Linked DNA regions of Mus musculus: region 2 is linked to region 1. A link is a contact called in public promoter capture Hi-C data. All regions are on one chromosome and are shown on one strand. Each heading gives the region's core, a stretch centred on a gene start, on an enhancer-like site or on the middle of the called end of the contact. The rest is flanking DNA. Distances are from core to core; before and after follow the strand shown.

Region 1 (4,458 bases), core at 65-2,564:
CACAAACAAGCAACCCTTTTACCAAGACACAGAAAGCAAATATGTGGCGTACGTGCCACCAGCCACCCGTCCTGAAACCAAAGCAGACATTACTAGTCGATCATAGTGCCCGTTCTTCATTGGGTCCCCAGATTCCTTTTCAATGTGTTCATCCCCACCCATCATCAGACTGAGTGTACAAAATGAAAAACTGGTGTCCTTGGCTCCTTTTGTCCAGAGTCACATTCTGTCTTTTTTGATAGTGAAAAAGAATGTCCTGATCTCCCACCGACCGTTCCTCCCTGTTCTGCCTCATCTGGGGAAGTCATCCCTATCATGGGACTCATGGAGGGAAGACAGAGCAATACAAACCTCAAGTTACAAAGGAAGAAGAAACCAAGCGAGTTTCCCCTCTAGTTCTATTTTCAATCTCTTTAAAACCTTCTGGAATGGTCTGATCACATGCTTGGCATCTTTTAGTAGAGGTGCCATATGTGGAGCACCTGCAATGTTCCTGGCCTTGTTTTTGGTGGTAATTTTTGCTATCTTAAGTCATTATGTAACAATCCCATGAAAATCCCATGTTTAAGTCATTATGTAACAATCCCATGAAAATCCCATGTTTAAAGTGGGGTCATCATGCTGACCCCACTTTAAACAGATGGTAAAGCTTAGAGAGGGGAAAATGACTAATTAAGGTCACAAGGTTAGAGCTACAGCAGACATTGTTACAGGGGTGTGCTGCATGCCAAAGGTGGTCACCTCCTTGCAGACTCAGTGGGGAAGAGGAGCTCTAGTTCCCCCTGTAGGTGACCCTTTACAATTCACAGCCTTCTCCAAAAGGTACAACCAAGCAGGAGATGCGACATTTCCTCTCCTTACCCCTAGAGGGCGGTAGCGAGCAGACCAATGCTCAGCCCGGCCCAAGCTCAATGCTGTATATCTTAAACATCATAATTTAAGGGGCCTGGAGGGATAACAGTGGGTGTCCACTCCCACCGCCCTGTGGGTGTTGCTGCATTTCCCTGACAGTATTCATTTGCTTCTTGGGGTCCTGGAAGCCTGACATTTTAAGGTAGGAGTTAGAGTGTCCACCCAGAATAACTGATGGAATGAGTTAGTATTTTAGCAAAATCATTGGCTGGAGAATTCACCCATCTGGCCGCAGCAATCTGGCTTCCTAGACAACTGCAGAAATAAATAAAGCCAAATAGGCGAATGATAACAACAACCAGTACTATTTATTGAATTCCATATGCTGAGTACTGCTGAGCAGATATATGTATACCTAAAACTAGACAGTATTCTCTCCCCATTCGGCAGGGAAGGGAAATTCATTCTTTGAGAGACTGTTTTTCCCCCACAAGACCCTGAAGTCGTTTTGGTATAGAGGCAGATGAATAAGGTGGGCGATGGACATGAATCACAGCTGTATTTATGTAAAATGAAGCGGATGACTTCAGAATAATGAGAACAATTTTGTACGTGCTTTAGAAACTCGGTCTGAGGACTGCTGAAGAGAAAGCTCTGGAAAATTTTTTGAACAGTGGCAGCCCTCCAAAAGAGTATTTGTATTTTAGGATCTCCCCCCACCCCCTTCCAAAAAGCAGCCTTTGTTTGTTTTCTGGATTACAGAGGCTATTTATCATTACTGTAGAAGGTAGAAAATAGAAAAAATAAAAACAAAAACATTAAAGCTCTGTCTAAGGTCCAAGGAAAACAATTCTTGTTTCCATTGTTGATATTAAAATTACGCTGTGCCGCGGGTGGTGGTGGTGCTCGCCTTTAATCCCAGCACTCCGGAGGCAGAGGCAGGGAGATTTCTGAGTTCAAGGCCAGCCTGGCTTACAAAGTAAGTCCAGGACAGCCAGGGCTATACAGAGAAATCCTGTCTCGAAAAACCAAAAAGAAAAAAAAAAAAAAAAACACAAAACACTGCATTTCATATTTTCTTAGTTATATATTTCTTGTATATCTCTAACTATTTCCTTAAAACAAGCCTCAAAAAATAGAATGTCTGGCTCAAAGGCTATATATGTTTCAAAGCTTTGAAATGCATTACCAGCATGGCTAAGAGAAGAATCTTACCAAATTTTAAGGTGAGTGCTTTGATTAATTATAAGCCAGACCTTGTAATATTTGGGAGCATTTTCTTGTTGGTGGATTGCTGATTTGTGACTTCTGCTTTCTTTTTTCCATTAAATAGTTTTGGTACTTTGGTGAGTTGGTTAGTTTTCTGGGGGCCGCTTACATACTAAAGAAACCCTTTAAACTAAAACCCTTTAAAGGGTTTAAACTAACCCTTTGTGTAACTTGGTTTGTGCTTTTCCTCACTTGTTGTTTGCTTTTGAATGGTATGGATTTTGTTTTGTCTTTGTTTTTCCAATGCTAGGACTGGATCCTAGGGCCTTAGACATGTTGTTTACCCAGAAGATTGCACACTAGCATATGTTGAAAACTAGCAATGCATGCCATTCCCATAGCCCATGGGGCAGGCCTTCAATAATTTTCAAAGGCTTTTCTATCTTTTTCTTTGACAATTTCATACATGTATACAATGTATCTTGACTGTAGCCAACCCAAGCCAGGCCTGGAGCCTCCTAACCCCTTCTTCCATCCATGCTGGAATGCTGAGGGACTTGATCTTGTTCGGGGAACCATAGCCACAATGAGATCGCCAGTGCAGTGGCTGTGCCATGGCGGAAGACAGCATTTCACAGCACTCCTCCCCGCCCTCCAGCTCTCACGTTTTTTTTTTTTTTTCTGCTGCCTCTTCCTTTTTTGTGTGTGTGTACATGTGGGGTACACGTGTGTGCACCTGCATGTGTGTGCATGTGTGTGTGTGTGTGTGTGTGTGTGTGTGTGTGTGTGCACGCAGGAGCATGTGAACATGTATATGGGTGTGTGGGTGTGTGTGTGTGTGTGCATGTGTGTGTGTGCACATTTTGCTTCTTCACAATAGGGTCTGTAAAGCTCTTTCTACATTGCTTTTGCTCTGACTTATATTCCTTTTCTTTCTTTGTCAAGACTCATTTTATTTTTAATTCTGTGTATGTATATGTATCTGTGGATGAGTGTGCATCAAATTTCCTGGACTGATGGTACAGGCAGTTGTAAACTGCCTGATGCGGATGTCTCAACTGAATTCAGGTCTTCTATAAGAGTAGGACCAATTCCCTATCTCTGAGCCATGTTTCCAGCCTCCTTGTTGATTTACAGAGATGCATAATCACTGGGGTGAGTGTACTGTTTGGAACAACGTGTTTGGGGATGTAGTGTCTGAACAGTTACATTGTTTTTAAAGTCTCATATGTCAGGGTTATACTCTTAAATTCATTCATTTGATTCCCCTCCCCTTCATTAAATTCTCACTAACATCTGGTGAGTCTCTATCCTACTCAGGTTTCTATTGATGTGGTAAACACCATAACGAAAAGCAACCTGGGGAGGAAAGGGTTTATTTCAGCTTATAGTTGTAGTTCATTATGAAGGGAAGTCAAGGCAGGAACTGAAGCAGAGGCCATGAGGAGTACTGCTTACTGTATTGTTCTCCATGCTTTGCCCAGTTTGCTTGCTTATACAACTCAGAACCACCTGACCAGAACAGCATTACCCACAGTACGTGGGCCCTTTCATTTTAATCCTCACTCAAGAAAATACTCCTCAGGCTTGCCTGCAGGCCAATCTGATGGAGACATTCTCTCAATTAAGGTTCCCTCTTATTGGGAAGATTGCAGCTTCAAGTTGACAAGAAGCCTACCCAGCATAGTTCCTCTATTTGTCAGCAGCTGGAGATGCAGAGATGCAAGTTCAAAGAATTTGTGGACACACTTGATCTTTTTCCACATTGGCCATGATCCAACTTGACAACAGATGAAGCCACAGGAAGAGGAGGGGGACTTGGCGGTAGTTCTCCTAACCCTTCTCCCATCTTCAACCTCTGACTGTCCCTTAAGTGCCCGTGCTTCCTGGAATTTCTGTCCAGGTTTTCCCTCACTTCACAAGGTGAACAACGACACCCATATCTAGCATCAGAGCCCTGTGTGCTGTCTTCATGCCCACATGGGACACTGATATCAAACCCACATCCTCTGATCAATTGCATCTCCAAACACACAACAAAGACCCTGTTCTGGGTCACTTTGACCTTGTTCTTGAATTGCTGCCCAGCCTCCAAACTATGCCACTTGCTTTCTCTGTCTGTTCTCCACAGAAGTCAGGAGGTAGGGAGGGGAGGGGGGACACCAACTGTGTCACATGCTTCCTTTAAGACTGTTTAGTCTTTGCTCATTGGCCTCAGGGTGAAAATCACGCTTCTTAGTCGGCAGGCCTCTTATAATATGACATCTGTTTTTTTGATTGGCTATTTTATTTGTTTACACTTCAAATGTTGTCCCCCACCCCCACCCCTGCTTCCCAGTTTCCTCTCTGCAAGCTCCTATGCCATCCCCCCTCCCCCTGCCTCAATGAGGTTGCTCC
Region 2 (4,465 bases), core at 237-2,736, 69 kb before region 1:
CGTTTACACACAAACACAGGAGCACGCATGCTCGCATGCACGCACGCACGCGCACACACACACACACACACACACACACACACACACGCACACACACACACGGAGGGAGGGAAGGAGGGAGGGAGGGAGGGAGGGAGGGAGGGAGAGAAGGGAAGAGAGAGAACAAAATTTTTAAAACATATATCCCCTCCCTGTTGCATATATATAATAATCTCATTATTTTTAAACAGATGTCAATCACACTCTGAGACACCTGTGATCTAACCCACCTTGATATCAATACAGGTACAGGTTTAAAACAAAACAAACAAACAATAACAACAACAAAAACACCTATCCAACTTAAATACTAATATCCACTCCCAACTCATTCCAAACCTTGCAGACTAGAATCTTTTTTGGTGTCCTTTATTTTGATGGCCATCTGGGTCCATTTTCACCTTAGCTTGTATGCGTCTAAACTGTTAAGCCTGCCCCCCCCCCACCATAAGTATTTGTGTTTTGTTTTTGTTTTTTATTAGTTCTTTGAGGATGTTGTACAACCTGTTTTGATCATCTTCACCCTCCCTCCCCCAGCTCTTTCCAGATCCATCCCTCCTTCTCTTCCTTCCCAACTTTGTGGTGTCCCCACCACCACTGTCACAGCCAATATGTGCTGCCCAAATATTCTTGGCTGTGTGGCCTTCCTTTAGAGCGTGGTCGACTTATCACTATTTTTAAGCTCCATTGGTGCTTAATGAAGTAGCTTGCTCTGCCACCGGCCTGGAGGCCACCGAGTCCTTTACCTTAGGACCCATGTCTCTGGGAGGTCAACGCCTGCCCTCGCCCCTCCCACACACAGACACCTGCTCGTCCCCGGTGCTCTCCCGGGTGACCTCGAGGGTCCATCTTCACACCCTGCCCCCGGCGGACCCCGCAGGGGCCTACCAGTCGGTGTGCGGCTCGTCGACCACCAGCAGCACCTTGGCCTTCCTGGAAGCGGCCGAAGGTGCGGGCGCGTCCACCAGGCCGGCGGAGGCGGCCGTCTGCTTCACCGCTTGCGACAGCGAGCTGAAGAAGCTGCTGCCCACCGACGGCGTCGGCGCGGGCTGCGGCGCCGGCTGCGGCGCGGGTGCCTGGGCGGGTGGCGGCCTGCGCTCGGGACCGGGCGAGGCAGCTGAGGTGGCCGCCGACGCCGTAGCGGCACCGGGGCCAGGGGCAGGAGGGGGCTGCTGCGGCTCCGGGCGCTGAAGGTCAGTCATGTAGCCATTGGGCAGGTTGGCGATGAAGCTGCTGTCCGACAGCCGGCGCCTCAGGAAGTTCATCATCTGGCTTGAGGGGCTGAGGGCGCTCGAGGCGGCGGGCCAAGCGGCGCGGGGAGGACGGCGCGGGGACACCGAAGGTGGTCCGCGTCTCCGGGAGCCCAGCAGACAGCCGCGGCGCTCTGGGTCTGGGGAGCGAGCCTGTTAGCGAGGGAGCAGTGGGCGGTGCCGAGGGCGTGACTACTTCTGTCTCCGCCCCTCTCCGCAGAGCCTGCTCCGCCCCCGCCTACTCGCGCGTCCCCCGCCTTTTCAGGCTCTGGCGCAAAGAGAAGGGAGAGTGTCCCCTCCCGCCACCTGAGCGTGACTGTGTGGGAACCAGGAGCTCTCGCAGTGTGGAGGGAAGGAAAGCCGAGAGTCTCCCACCATCATCACCTTCGTGGTTTCAAGAGGAGAGTCGTGTCCCAGTTCCAGACGAAGACACCATCCTAATACCATCTAGTTAGAAGAGAGGTGTCAGCTTCCCTACCCTGAGGTGAGAGAAAAGAGCTACACCTGCCCCTCCACCCGCTCTGGCGTGTGTGTGCGCGCGCACACACACCCAGGACCACCATTCAGTGAGCAAAGCGAAGCATTTCCTTTCCTGAAGCTCAGGAAAATGATGCCAAAGTCCCCAACTTTCAGATGAGAAGGAATGGACTAATCTGTTGCTGCTAATGCGCACCTTGTATGCTGAGACCTGAATGAATGAATGGATGGATGGATGGATGAATGAATGAATGAATGAATGAATGAATAAAAGCTGCCTACCCGTGCTGAATGGGAAAAACCTCTCCCTGACCCAAAAGGTGGGAGTCCAGACCACAATGAAGTAGAGGGCTACCTCACCCTCCTTGAGGAAGAAGGAACCTAAGCAGACCCTCTCCACACTGCCCTGGAGGACATTAGGAGGCAATTTCTGTGCCCCACTTAATAGTGCACAATTCTCTCCCTGACCAGAGAGAGAGAGAGCACGCGCGCGCGCAAGAGAGCCCGAGAAGACTGAAAATGTCTTTTCAGGATCCCTCAGACAGATAGCCAAGGCTACCCCCTCAATTTGCTTCCCTGACATACATTGTTCCCCAGTGTTGTAGGGCGACCTAGTCCCCTAACTGACCATCTCCATGAAGGTTTATCTGACTACCAACTTCTCTGTGCACTCTCTAAATTTTGTGTGCTCTTTGAACCTTTGTTTTGATCTGTCTTCAGGTATATTAGTCCCCTACATTTGTATCTGGACAAAATGTAGCAGATGTACTTGACAGGCAGACCACCTGGAGTGATGCACGACTTTGGGCAAATTACTCCCTTGAACCTTTTTCTTCCACAGCTAATAAAAACAGATAGCACTTTTCAAAGCTGCTGGAGTAAATGAGAACATGTAGGTAAAGCGTCTGGTACGCAGTAGATAAGCCAGTAGTGGGGCCTAAGTCCTTATTCTTATTTCTCAGTAGTATTAGCTAGTCTGAATGGAATCAGTGAGGGTCTTGACACTAATGTTAGCAGGGTGTTCCTGTTTTGTATATCCCAGTTGGTTCTCAGGTCTAAGCCAATAGCATCAGAGAGGCCTGCAGCCAATTGTGAAAATAACCAATAAAATTAGAAAGCAACCCTTGTCTCAGGTAAACTCACAACTAAGAGCTAAGGACTCATAACTAGAGACAACAATTACCCACAATGAGATGTGAGAAATTCTGTAAATCAGTTGGATAAGGTGGTTTAGGAGCAACAAAGGCACAGGATTCATTCACCGCTGAGGCTCAGGAAAGGCTGCTCAGAGGAAGTAATGTTTAAGATGGGTCTTGAGACGTGTGGTAAAAGTTAACAGAACTGGTGAGAAGGCTCTGTAGTTTGGAACACTTGTTACTCCTCCAGAAGAGCCAAGTTTGGTTCCCAACACCCAGGTCAAGTGACCTATGATGACCTGTAACCACAGCTCCAGGGAATATGGCACCCTCATCTGGCCTGCAAGGGCACCCACACACACATGTCAGAACACTTACACAGATACACTATCTTAGTTACTGTTCTGTTGCTGTGAAGAGACACCATGACCAAGACAACTTATCAAAGAAAGCGTCTGATTGGGGGCTTGCTTAGTTTCAGAGGATTAGTCCATTATCATCATGGCTGAAATCATGGCTAGTGGCAGGCAGGTGGACATGGAACTGAGAGAGACAGAGACAGAGACTGGGCTAGCATGGACTTTTGAAACCTCAAAGTCCACTCCCAGTGTCACCTCCTCCAACAAGGCCTTTTAGTCCTTTTCAAACAGTTCCACTAACTGGGGCCTGAGCTTTCAAACATATGGGCCAATGAGAGCCATTCTCATTCAAACTACTACTACTACTACTACTACTACTACTACTACTACTACTACTACTACACCACACACACACACACAAGTAGAAAAAAAAAATCTTTTTTTTTTTTTGAGTATGTACCCATAGAGAAGTAAAGGAAGCATTCAGGCAGAGAAACGGATGCTTGTGAACTCATGGCTCTTCCAGAATGGGCTGTTTCGTGTGCTGACTTTGTCAGATCTCCTGCAGACATTATAATAAAGTATTCTAGTGACTAGGATGTGAGCTTTTCAAATATAGAACTGAATCTTAGTCATCTTTGGACCCCCAACATCCAGTGTATTACCTTCCATATAGTAAGGATTTAACTGTTTTAGAATTGAACTGTATCCTTACATAATTTAGTTCTTTCCTACTGAAGAATAAAACTTATATCACCGATAACCAAATAAACATAATTTATCACACTTTCCTTCCTGAAATTCTTAAAAGTATTTTTTTTTTAAGAAAAATCAAAGAAATCTTTTCCAATGTTTCTCTATTGGCAGGATTTCAGAGGCTCTTTATGTCTTAGGGTTACTATTACTATGATGAAACACCACAACCAAACAACTTGGGGTGGAAAAGGGTTTATTCAGCTTAGGCATCTACATCACAATTCACCATCAAGGGAAGTAAGGATAGGAACTCAAGCAGGAACCTGGAGGCAGCAAATGATGGCAAAGAAAGCTGCTTACTGGCTTGCTCTTCATAGCTTGCTCAGCCTTTCTTACAGAACATAGGACCACAAGTCTAGGGATAGCACCACCCACAATGGGCTGGGCCCTCCCCCATCAATCACTAATTAAGAAAATGCCTTACAGCCAGATCTTATAGAGGCATTTT

The links. Promoter capture Hi-C pulls out the DNA fragments that hold promoters and counts their contacts.
Region 2: a promoter capture Hi-C map of hippocampal neurons shows a contact between it and region 1, with 3 times the contacts expected there. The contact joins the promoter of Syn2 here to the enhancer-like site in region 1. A contact is called at or near these places in 5 of 39 promoter capture datasets (cranial neural crest, embryonic stem cells, epiblast stem cells and 2 more), 41 of 484 Hi-C or Micro-C datasets (the AtT-20 cell line, the G1E-ER4 cell line, the HL-1 cell line and 25 more), 11 of 115 datasets of contacts at active chromatin or transcription factors (PVALB interneurons, astrocytes, bone marrow-derived dendritic cells and 6 more) and 3 of 9 other capture datasets (adipose tissue, macrophages and pancreatic islet).

Annotation. Positions count from the first base shown.
Region 1 is chr6:115,062,532-115,066,989 of GRCm38.p6, reverse strand. No RefSeq gene overlaps it. Among named protein-coding and RNA genes, the nearest start is that of Gm36190, 2.3 kb to the right of the region's middle. Within about 2 kb of position 1,314, at least 9 of the 459 cell types and tissues checked have an H3K27ac peak or open chromatin away from gene starts, as enhancers often do. A contact at or near this core is called in cerebral cortex, cortical neurons, forebrain and 1 more, where this site is marked.
Region 2 is chr6:115,131,923-115,136,387 of GRCm38.p6, reverse strand. Syn2 (synapsin II) reads right to left here and starts at 1,486. Exons shown (of 13, transcript NM_001111015.1): 1 at 928-1,486. The coding sequence starts at 1,307. Gm17733 (predicted gene, 17733) reads left to right here and starts at 1,553. Exons shown (of 2, transcript NR_132436.1): 1 at 1,553-1,773.